4 separate regions of the Mus musculus genome follow, and regions 1, 2 and 3 are each linked to region 4. Evidence: chromatin contacts called from public HiChIP or PLAC-seq data. All regions are on one chromosome and are shown on one strand. Each heading gives the region's core, a stretch centred on a gene start, on an enhancer-like site or on the middle of the called end of the contact. The rest is flanking DNA. Distances are from core to core; before and after follow the strand shown. Region 1 holds the start of Lrif1 (ligand dependent nuclear receptor interacting factor 1). Region 2 overlaps Gm35507 (a long non-coding RNA gene). Region 3 overlaps Gm35507 (a long non-coding RNA gene). Region 4 has its middle 36 kb from the start of 2010016I18Rik.

Region 1 (2,700 bases), core at 85-2,584, 270 kb before region 4:
TCCCCTTTCATCAGTTTTGCTCTTAGATTTTATGTTGTTCATTTACCTTCTACAGACTTACTAATCTTTGCTTCTCAACAAGCACTCATTAACTCTGGAAAGCATAAATTAAAGAATTGTTCCTTAAGGAATATTCTGTTGTTCCTGCTTTTATTTCATCTGGATTAACACAAAATTAAAAGAAAAATGTTACTGGTGATACATTTCCAAACCAAAGACTGTCAGAACCCTTTGTAATCCTAACACGAGGTAAACCCAGGCTGTATTGTGGACAGTCCTGGCTATAGTGAGTTTCCTACCTAACCAGAGCCATACAGTGTTCCAACTGTTCCTTTGTAGAGACAACCAATGAGATGCACCCCTTTTAGACCCGTTTCAAATGTGTTACCTGGAAAAACACATTTCAAGTTTTTACTTTTCTCCATATTAGTTGAAATTTTCAAATACTAAAGTCCCTTGTTCTAGAACACATTTTCTAAGTACATTAAAATGGGACTATTTTCACTTGAAGTTACAGCGCCGCGGGGCTGCACTTGCTAATCCACGATGGGTGTTTTGGTAAGTGTTTGAGATTCTTGGAGCATCGCCAAGTTGGTTTTACTTCCGTGGGTATCTACTTGTTCCGCCTATGAAATTCGAGCGGGTGGCGTAGGGCGCGCTGGGGGCCAGGAGATGGTAGCTGCGTTGTAATCGCGGGCTGCTTTACATTTTGGAGAGGACTGGGAGCCAAGGGCTCTGCACTGGTGTGCAGTGGGTGCGGTGTAAGGAGGTGTGCTGTGATGGCGCTGTGCTCCCACATCCCCGCAGCTAGCACCCGGTGCGCGCGGCTGAACGTCAGCTGACGCGGCCATGACAACCTAAGTCACAGGGTGTGGGCGGGCGCCTGAAGAACTGGGAACTGGTACTTACCAGCGCGAGCCTGACTTTTCCTCTGCGGTTTTCAGAATGACGCTCTGGAGACTATTAGACATTTTAGATGGGTGGGAGGGGATAGGGCAGTGAATACTGGGGGGACAGCGTCCCCAAGTAGGCGCGAACCAGAGCACGGGTGTGGAAGGGCAGCGTCTGAGGCGAGCGAACAGAAGGGTGTGACGGGAGATAGTTGAGAGGGCGGCTCCCCCAGCTTCCGTGGGAAGTGGCTGTAGAAGCCGGAAGACTCCTACCTCAGGCAAGCTCACAGTTTTCCGGCGAGTCTCTTCTGGCTACGTGACGCATCACAGCCAGTCAGAGAGGACGTGGGGGGCGTGGCATCAATAGCACCACCCACGACAGGGCCTGATCGGAGTCTGCGCCCACTAAAACCGAGCTCCTAGAGCCAGGGATCCTAGGCATACAGCTACGTCACATATGGTTACCAAGGCGAATGGATCGCCATGGCCCCGCCCTTATGACGTGGTCCAATCGACAGCGAAGGTTGAGGTCTCTTCTTCCGGATCAAAGGAGGAACTAAAAGAGAAAGTGCTTTCACTGCCTACATGAAATGAAATACTTCCGGTGTCAGGCTTAAATTGTCTGCACTTGTACATGCGCTTTTGCAAGCCAATGTAATAATGTCCTCCTTAGCAGTTTTATTCAGTAGACACAGATAGGCATTTGGTAGTTGCCATAAATTGTTGAAAACCTTTATCTCCCTTCTCATGGCTAGAAGTGATTATTTTTTTCTGTTTCTTGAAGTTTTGCTCTACATTAATCGATTAACCATTTTCTCCATTCCCACACTAACACCTCAGTTAAAACTGTATCTTACTGTCATGTATTCAATTCTTTGAGTGTCTGTGCATTAAATCCCCTGTATAAACTTTTTGAAACTCTTAATTTCCAGAAACCAGCTCTAAGAATTCTCTAGAGTCCTGCAGTTAATGACTATTTGAGAATTGGGATCATACTGTTTAATGGGTAGGAGGAATTATAGTTTAATTAGGTGTGGAATATTATGAAAGTGTTTTCAAAGATAAAATTTTATTTGACATAGGCAATCTTGTATGCTGCAGTGTTCAAATTCAGGACACTGATAAGGTAGACAATTTGAAGGTTTATATGGTTATTTAAAAATGGAATTACCAGGCTTAGTGACACACATATGCAATTCTAGCGCTTGGAAAGTACAAGCAAGACGATAGGGGCTTTAAGATCACCCTTGGCTACTTAGTAGAAGGCCATCAAGAACTACATGAAATCTAGTCTCACAAAAAGGGAAGAAGAAAGGTTTACTCATACCCCTAACTGCTAAACGTTAAAGATTTTTAAGAACTTCAGGTTTTGATATGTCAAGAGAAAGTATCATTTTCCTATTTTTGTATAGCACATTTATTTGACAATAAAGTACCCTGTTCTCATACTAAAGACATCAGGAAAGATAGGCAGACCTTAATGCTTTCAAGCTTTATGGCATCTTTTGTCTATGTAATCAAAGTTACTAGGAAAAAACAACAATGACAACAACAACTAAAACAAACAAACAAAAAAATCAAATGCGTTTTGCTACACATTGCTGTGCACACCTTTTATTCCAGAACTCAGGAAGAGGCAGGTGGGTCTCTGAATTTGAGGTCAGCCTAGTCACCAAAGTGAGTTTCAGGTTAGCCAGGGTTATACAGTGAGAACCCTCTCTAAGAGTTTGTGTGTGTCTAAGTGTGTGTGTGTGTTGTGTGTGGGGGGGGGGGGTACGGCACTTGGGAGGCTGCCTACCTTGTTTGCTAT
Region 2 (2,700 bases), core at 18-2,517, 430 kb before region 4:
AAAAATTATTTAAAATATTAAAAACGAAAGAAAAAAATAACATGTTATGATGCTTTGGCATTGAAGATTTTATAAAATGACAATTGGAACCACATTGGTAGTCAAGTGCCAAAACTTTATAGATGAGATATCTGGGCCCAATAGTTCATTGTTTCCTAGAGGAGTTCCAGGGGATTTTACCGCTTAGTACAGAATGTGAAGGAACCCTGTCCTCTTCATTTCTGCATTTGTGTTTATTTGTACCAGGACTTTTATTGGAGATTGCTTCAGCAACCTTAGACTCATTGAAGAAATAAGAAACATCATAGAGAAGGCCTCTCAAAACTGACATCCTGAACTGATAAATGACTCTTGCATGGATGAATCCTTTCAGCTCCTTACAGATTTGTATCAGGTATCTCCTGAAGCCTTCTTAACCCATGCTTATAAATCAGATGGTGAAGGCTGGTAAATGAAGCATGAATAGAGGCATTGGTCTTTATCAAATATTTCCATCCTCCAATGTGGAACAGCCTGATGTGACAAAAGAATTAAGCTAAGAGCTCTTAACAATGGATAATCTTGGACGATGCCAGTGGTAAGGGTGACTAAATAATTAAACATGATTTCTATGAACCATCATGCAAAAGTTTCATAATCTCTTTGTTTAAATTGGCCTGAAAGCCTAAGGGACATTATTAAACATGTAGAGTGTTAGATATCAGGGGAATATAGAGTAGCTAAGACTTATCTGGTTTTAATGAGAAATGGCCCAAAGATTAAGGCTTCACTTCCTCCCATGCTCACCAGTAGAGTTACCAAAAAAAACCTCCCTAACTCTCTGTGGACAACTTTTTTAAAGTTACAAGAATATGGGCCCCCAGGGAGGATGAATAGTTTTAGATAAGAATGTTCCCTTTTCTCAGAGGTAAAGGTTGTTATTTGTATTTCAAATGAGCATTCCCAGGAGCATAAAACTTGCTCACATGGTTGAAGGTCCTGTGATCCCTGCAACTTATGCCCAAGAATAATGAGGGTGCTAGATTATGTGTCTTAGAGTTGGCCTCAGAGGAGGTGAAAAAAATGGGTTATTCAGTTCCCCAGAAATGTGTCAGTTGCTGTAGTAATAACTTTTAGGTGACTAGAATAAAATGGGGCCAAAAAGAATTTTTGTTTAGATATTCAATATTGATAGCCATTTCAGACAAAACTAGCTTTAAACTGGCCTGTCCTGGGGTTGGCAATGCCATAGTACAGATGCTCTGTGCAGTCTTCTGACTCACTCCATCTGCTTGCCATCTTCTAGCATAGTCTCTGACTCATCTCCTTTTCCTCATGCATTTAGCCAGTATGTCTTTGAGTTTCTATTTTGGTAATACCTCAATTTTAAGCACTTAGTCCCCACCAGGGACTCTATTAGGTGTTTTATGTGGATCAAGCCATTGAATGCACATAGTAGACTATGCAAGATTGGTACGACTGTTCTCATTTTTCATATAATGAATCTGAGGTTTAGTTGATCAAAGCACTAATTGAGTCTTATGATTAATATGTGATATACTCTGTATCCCCTCCACAGACCATAGGGTCCATATTTCTAATCACGGTTTTATCAATTCTTTGTTTTTAGACTGCTACATCCACCCCAGTAGTGACTCACATGACAGGCCTAGAAACCTAGAAGCAGTCCTGAGGCAAAGAGTTTCATGGAAACTTAGTCTCCCGGAACCTTGGCATTCCAATAGCACATATACTCAAAACCTGACCCTGAGTTAATCTGGTGTATGGATCCGTGTGCTCTCTTTCAGTATTGCTTTATTATAAGTGCCTTGTTTGTTTGTTTGTTTTTGTTTTGTTTTGTTTTTCGAGACAGAGTTTCTCTGTATAGCCCTGGCTGTCCTGGAACTCACTTTGTAGACCAGGCTGGCCTTGAACTCAGAAATCTGCCTGCCTCTGCCTCCCAAGTGCTGGGATTATAAGTGTCTTTTTTTAAAAAATATTTTTATTATTACGTATTTTCCTCAATTACATTTAGAATGCTATCCCAAAAGTCCCCCATACCCCCCCCCCCCACTTCCCTACCCACCCATTCCCAATTTTTGGCCCTGGCATTCCCCTGTACTGGGGCATATAAAGTTTGCGTGTCCAATGGGCCTCTCTTTCCAGTGATGAGTGTCTTTAAGGATTGATTTTGACATATAGCTAAGCCTCCGCCAGTGTTCCAATGTCCTAGAAAGTCCTTGAGCCGACAGGGAAAAATAAAAAAGGAATTCAGTAAGAATTTTATCTATTCAGCAACATTCAAATTTACCTCTGGTAGAGACTGAAAAAAATCAGGCATTACTATTTACTCGAATAAGAGCTAGAAAGCTCAGGACTAGTCTACATAGTAATTACTTAGAACAATAGCCGAGTCACACCCATATACAGAAATACACAATGGCCTAGAAAATAGGTGGGTTGTGGTAGTATTATTCATGTAAGGGTTCATAGAACAGAATTCCCCTGTTGCAGGTTTTTTACTATGCCCAGAGGAATAGCATAATCAGGTATTTACTAAAGGACCCCTGGTGGTGGGTTTAACAATAGACTAGCACTGCATCAGAGCATTCATCTGGCTCCTGTGTTTAGCTGATCTTAACTGAGGGCTGTTCCTATTCTCAGTTGTAAACACAGCCTGGCTCCCGCTATCTTTTTATGTATGCATTTTCTTTGTTTTGT
Region 3 (2,792 bases), core at 176-2,675, 380 kb before region 4:
CTGCACAGAGTTCTCCCTGCCAGAGGAACAACAAATCTAGGGACCTTCTTCTTTGTAAGACCACCTCTGCCAGGGAAGGTAGGGAATCCTGTAGGGCCATGGTAGACTTTTTTCAACTCTTGTATATTTGTATCTATAGTCATCTGTAAGGGCTTGTAATTTTTATCCTGGAGTATTAGGGATGAGGCCCCTATGCCAGCAGTTCCAGCTAGTCCTTGGCTAAGGAGGGACCCCTAGCAATACAGCAGAAATGGCCAATCTCTTTACCTGATTGGATGATGGGGTCAGTTGTTTGAAGAAATCCTCCCCTGGGTAGTAATGCACTCTAGGAACAAGTTGAACCAGTATATTAAAATCCCTGGTCGTGTTTATAATTAGAATGAAAATCCATGGTATGAATCCAAGACACAAGCCCACCAAGCATTCTCTGGGGGCAGCATATATCTATAATGGCCAGGGATGTGGTGCAGTTGCAGGGGTGGAAACCTGGTTTCCAATACAGAATCCCTGTGCTGTTATAGATTATAGGGTTAAATTTCTTTGGTCTGATTGTAGCCATCTACATTGAGTGCTGTTGATGATCTGTGAGGAATCCCCAAAGGCTGCCACTCCTTCATAGTAAGAGAGTTAAGCATTCAAGCATGACCAACAGTCTTGTGTTAGATTGTGGTGAGAATAATTAAGAACCTGGAAAATGGCCTCTTATAATTGCAGGGGGTCCTGGTTTGGGATTTTGCTGGGACAAAAGGTGATGTGTTTGGATGAAGTGGTCAGTGCAGGTGGCAGAAGGCTTAGGAGGTGATCAATTTGGCTTTGCCAATACATTATGGGGGCCCAGTGGGAGTCTGAGTCCAACAATGCTGATCAGCTGTATGGTAAACAGGGCCCCTGGTCTTGGTGTGATATCTTGGTTTTTTTTTTTTCATATAGTTTTAGGCCCCATTTTTCCCATTTCTATCTGACTTTTCTTTGCTTCAGTGACATGTATGCGAACCAGATTACACCTATTGTCTGACATATAAGAGTTTTCCCCAACTCTAGTGAGCATAATATACTTATTTTTCCAGGGTAGGGTCTAGTATATAGTTCCAGTAGTTTCACAGCCCCAACTTGCATAGAAGTAATCTGCTGTCATCTCACATTTCTTTCTCTATGTTTTGTCTTGGTCATGCCCAGGGCAGATGAAGAGGGAGTATTTTTGATAAATTAGTCAGCCCAGGTTATTTGTAACAGTTTGGCCAGGTCAAAGACCAAATCAGGAAACCAAGTATTTGCTGGGTACATCTTAGAGGTTTGGTAGAGATGCCCTCAGTCCTGGTATTAGTTATTGTTCATGTCAGATTGTGGGACTGGTAAGGGTGATGCAATAGGCAGCAAGTTACAGGCATGCAGAATCAGGAGCATTGGAGTCATAGCTTCAGTGGATCAACAGGATGTGGTGTGACCTTCCGTTGCTCTTGCATCAATTCATCAGGGTGCCTCCTCTGGCAGGACTTCAACTGCTGGGCTGTCTTTCTCCAGGCAGGCTTAATGTGGGAGTGATGTATCCATGTCCACTTTAACAGCTGTTGTGGTCAGTATCACTGTGTGAGATCCTTTCCAGTGAGGTTCCAGAGTCCTGTAGTTATGTCTCTGAATCCAGACTTCATAATCAGAACCTGGCAGTAGTCCTGGAGCCTCTCCTTACCTTCAGCAGAGTTATAATCCCAGTTGGGTTGAGCCTAAGGGAAGGTTGAATCAATAATAGCCTGGATCTGGGTGGTTACCCCATTTGTCCCCAGAACCAATTTCTGGGCTGCTCCTGCAATGCTCTCTCTTTCCTCTGTTGTGAAGAGGACCCAGAGTGGTTGTGGCAGTTGTCATAGGTAGGCTGATAAGTCAACATAATTGAGTCTAAAAGGCATGTGAGAGCTGGTGGTTTTTCTGAAAATTGAGGGTTCTGCAGTTTCTAATTGCAAAGATCATTCCTGGCAAATGGTACATAGGTCATGAGCTGTTTCTCTGACATCTGGGGGTCCTGTGGTGGTTTGAAAATGCTTGGCCCTGGAAGTGGCACTATTTAGAGATGTGGCCTTGTTGGAATAGGTGCGTCCTTGTGGGAGGAAGTGTGTCACCATGGGCATAGAGTTCATAATGTCTGTTTACAGCAGTAAAACCTTAACTAAGAGAGTTCCTGTAGCCTGGAGGGGCAGGATAGTAGTAGAGTCAGCCCTCTAGGCAGTATAGGTTGGAATATGGAGTGGACTTCAAGTGAAATCAGGAGAATCAGGGGATGCTCCTCCTTCTGCCTGTGTCAGCTGGGGAGGAGTTGTGGTGGCAGGGACAGGGACATAAGGAGGACAGAGATCTTCCTTGGGAACGAAAGGGGGAGCAAGCCAGAGGGCTGTGACCCACAATCCTTCTGAGGAAGGAGAGCAGGGAGTAGTGAGATCAGTGACAAAAAGGGTCTCATCCAAGCAGCAGGCTTCTTGACCAGGTATTGCCATGTGATGGTATATGACACCTGGTCCAGGTGGCCCCTGGCATCATAGACAACAACTTTTACTCTGTAGATGGTGAGGAGATGTAAAGTCCCCTCTTCAGGCCATCCTACTTTGTAGGTGGGTCATTCATTCCTGCAAAAGATGATTAATTTGCCAGGATGAACAATAAGACCTGAATCTTCTGAAACTCAGCAGACATCCTTAAAATGGTTTATGACTGAGCCCAGTGGGGTGCTCTGTGCCTGTCCCATCTTAAGAATCAAAGAAAACTTGTATAAGAGGATGAAAAGCACAAGCAGAATACACACA
Region 4 (2,700 bases), core at 134-2,633:
CTTAGAACCTCCCAGTCTGTAAATTATAACATGGTTATCCTTTACAGCTAATATCAACTTATAAGTGAGTACATACCATGTTTGTTGTTCTGAGTCAGGATGAATTTTTTTCTAGTTCCATACATTTGCCTGCAAATTTCACTACATCATTGTTTTTAACAGCTGAGTAATATCCCATTGTGTGAATGTACCACACTTTTTAAAATCCATTCTTTAGTTGAGGGTGCTTTCCTATTTCCAGCTCTTACACAGAAAGCTGCTGTGAAGAAGCTCTACTACAGACCTATAGTAATAAAAAAGCACATGGTTTTGGCATAAAAACACAGATTGATCAATGGGATTGAATTGAATTCCCAGATGGACTTCACACACCCATGGACAACTGATTTATAACAAAGAAGTCAAAATAATACAATGGAATAAAGAAATAAATGCTGCTGGTCGAACTGGATGTTGGTATGTAGAAGAATGTAAATAGATCAATATCTTTAACCCTACAGAAAACTTAAGTCCAAGTGGCTCAAAGACTTCAACATAAAACCAGATACACTGAATCTGAGTAAAGAGTAATTGGGGACTAACCTTAAATGCATTGGCACAGGAGACAATTTCTGAACAGAAGACTAAGATTGGCAATTAATAAATGTGATCTCTTGAAACTGAAAAGTTTCTGTAAGGCAAAAGATGCCATCAGTAAGGATGAATGGCAGCCTATAGACTGGGAAAAATATCTTCACCAATCCTACATCTGACAGAGGGCTAATTTCCAAAATATTTATTAAGAAAACCTCAAGAAACTAGACATCAAAACCCAGGAAATCCAATTAAAATGGGGTACAGAGCCAAATAGAAAATTAGCAACAGAAGAATCTCTAATGGGAAAGAAGCATTTAAAGAAATATATAACATCCTTAGCCATCAGGGAAATGTAAATCAAAGTGACTCTGAAATTCCATCTTATACCTATCAGAATGACTAAGGCCAAAAACTCAAGTGGCAGCTCATGATGGTGAGGATGTGGAGCAAGGGGACAACTCCTCCATTGCTAGTAAGAGTGAAAACTTGTACAATCACTTTGGAAATCAATATGGAGTTACTCTTATTATGCCCAATTCACAAGAACTTGATACACTCTGTGTTGTAACTAAGTTTGGACAGCACCGTAGAGAATGAGGAACGATCACCTCAGATCCTGTCAGTGTCCATCCTGTCTTCTATAGCATGAGTCCCCAGAGGTTTTGCCCCATGACTGACTGGTGCTTACATCCTCCTCTCTCACTTTCTCCCTCAACTCTCAGTTTTGAAGATCTCAAGCCCCTCCCTCATCAAACATTAGGAGGAGATCAAAGACACATTCAGTGCCAATCCTCCACCCCAAAACATAGACAGGAAGACGATCTCAGCCCACATCCTGTGTTTAAACAAAGTTCTCCATATGGGTGACTCAACACAGGCAAATGTTCATGAACATCCTTCAGTTCAAAACCAACCACTGTACCCGGGCTTCCAGTAAATCACCCATTCTTCCATTAGTTCGTTAGTTCATGGCCAGCAGCTGATCTGTTGTGTGTATTGAGGCCAATAAAAAGGGCACAGATGATCATTTATTTGTTCTTGTACTTACACACTTAATGACCTCCTGAGGTCTTTCTTTTCTTTCTTCTCTTTAATCTTTTTATAGGTAAGCTGTTGCTTGGGTAGAATAGACAAGCCTAGAGCTTTTCATCTTCCTGTCTTTGCTCCTAGGCTCAAGATCTATAGGTTTGCCCCACTCTGCATGTCAGACTCTGGTGTTTTGTTTGAAGCCCATGCCCAAAAGACACTGGATTGAGGATGAAGGACCAACAAATAGTCTTGGTTTCACTTTCCACTTAGTGGAAGGGAAGAGATTAAAATCTACCATTACACAACCTTGTAACCATCTAGGTATGTACACACTGTACAAGAGATTTTAGTTTAGATTTGTCAGTAACTTTTTATGCAGAAAGAGTTCACAGACAAGGTGAGTATGAGGGTAGGGGATGCCCTGAAGTTCAGGTTATTTTTTCTTCCTGGTTCTTCACTATGACTACATCTTTCATGTTCTCTAGGTTTAGTAAAGTCTTGAAGGTCTCACCTGTCTTCAAATGCCTGTCTTTAAATTTATAGTCCTTGCACTGGGAAGAGGCCATTTTAATACTTACTCTGGAGTTTACTTTAACAAGGCTCTCAAGTGCTCCTGTAGGGGTATGTGTCCTATTAACTTAACCCCTGCTAAGAAAGAAGTTGGGAAATAATCTTAGGACAGTACATGGCATTGAACTGCCCATCACTGACCACAAGATGGTGCTGTTACTCTAGTCTTCATGTACCAACATAGCAAAGCATCCTGTCAGAAAATGGTAGAGAGATCACTGATGACTTTAGTTTCCTGAGATTGGATCTGGTCACCTAGTTAAAATACCAAGACAAATGCCCTCAAAAACATGCTAGCAAGTGTGTGTTTATATGTGTCCATCCACAGTGATACATGTGATATACTAGAATGATCTTTTTCAGCATCGTTGGAAATACCCACCAAAAGACAAGAAGATCTCAGTTCAGACTGACAAAGAATGCCAAGTTCAAGCAAAGTTATAGGGGTTTTTAACTTTAGGTTCTGTTTCAAAATGCAGATAAGGGGGTCTTAGATCTCTGGTCAGGTCTTTTTTCTCTTAAAAG

The links. HiChIP or PLAC-seq counts read pairs in DNA pulled down with a chosen protein or histone mark.
Region 1: a contact with region 4 is called in a CTCF HiChIP or PLAC-seq map of CD8 T cells, with 6 read pairs. The contact joins the promoter of Lrif1 here to the enhancer-like site in region 4. A contact is called at or near these places in 2 of 15 datasets of contacts at CTCF or cohesin (CD8 T cells and pro-B cells) and 3 of 115 datasets of contacts at active chromatin or transcription factors (CD8 T cells, DN3 thymocytes and bone marrow-derived macrophages).
Region 2: a CTCF HiChIP or PLAC-seq map of CD8 T cells shows a contact between it and region 4, with 5 read pairs. The contact joins two enhancer-like sites. A contact is called at or near these places in 3 of 15 datasets of contacts at CTCF or cohesin (CD8 T cells, large pre-B cells and pro-B cells).
Region 3: a contact with region 4 is called in a CTCF HiChIP or PLAC-seq map of CD8 T cells, with 6 read pairs. The contact joins two enhancer-like sites. A contact is called at or near these places in 10 of 39 promoter capture datasets (the HPC-7 cell line, cranial neural crest, embryonic stem cells and 3 more), 1 of 15 datasets of contacts at CTCF or cohesin (CD8 T cells), 1 of 115 datasets of contacts at active chromatin or transcription factors (CD8 T cells) and 1 of 9 other capture datasets (liver).

Annotation. Positions count from the first base shown.
Region 1 is chr3:106,720,316-106,723,015 of GRCm38.p6, reverse strand. Lrif1 (ligand dependent nuclear receptor interacting factor 1) reads right to left here and starts at 1,334. Exons shown (of 4, transcript NM_001039488.1): 1 at 910-1,334. The coding sequence starts at 971.
Region 2 is chr3:106,874,403-106,877,102 of GRCm38.p6, reverse strand. It overlaps Gm35507 (a long non-coding RNA gene), which reads left to right. Exons shown (of 4, transcript XR_375943.1): 2 at 247-394. Among named protein-coding and RNA genes, the nearest start is that of Gm35507, 3.6 kb to the left of the region's middle. Within about 2 kb of position 1,267, at least 21 of the 459 cell types and tissues checked have an H3K27ac peak or open chromatin away from gene starts, as enhancers often do. A contact at or near this core is called in CD8 T cells, where this site is marked.
Region 3 is chr3:106,830,969-106,833,760 of GRCm38.p6, reverse strand. All of the region lies in intron 3 of Gm35507 (a long non-coding RNA gene), which reads left to right. Among named protein-coding and RNA genes, the nearest start is that of Olfr266, 9.8 kb to the right of the region's middle. Within about 2 kb of position 1,425, at least 104 of the 459 cell types and tissues checked have an H3K27ac peak or open chromatin away from gene starts, as enhancers often do. A contact at or near this core is called in CD8 T cells, where this site is marked.
Region 4 is chr3:106,448,379-106,451,078 of GRCm38.p6, reverse strand. No RefSeq gene overlaps it. Among named protein-coding and RNA genes, the nearest start is that of 2010016I18Rik, 36 kb to the left of the region's middle. Within about 2 kb of position 1,383, at least 70 of the 459 cell types and tissues checked have an H3K27ac peak or open chromatin away from gene starts, as enhancers often do. A contact at or near this core is called in CD8 T cells, DN3 thymocytes and pro-B cells, where this site is marked.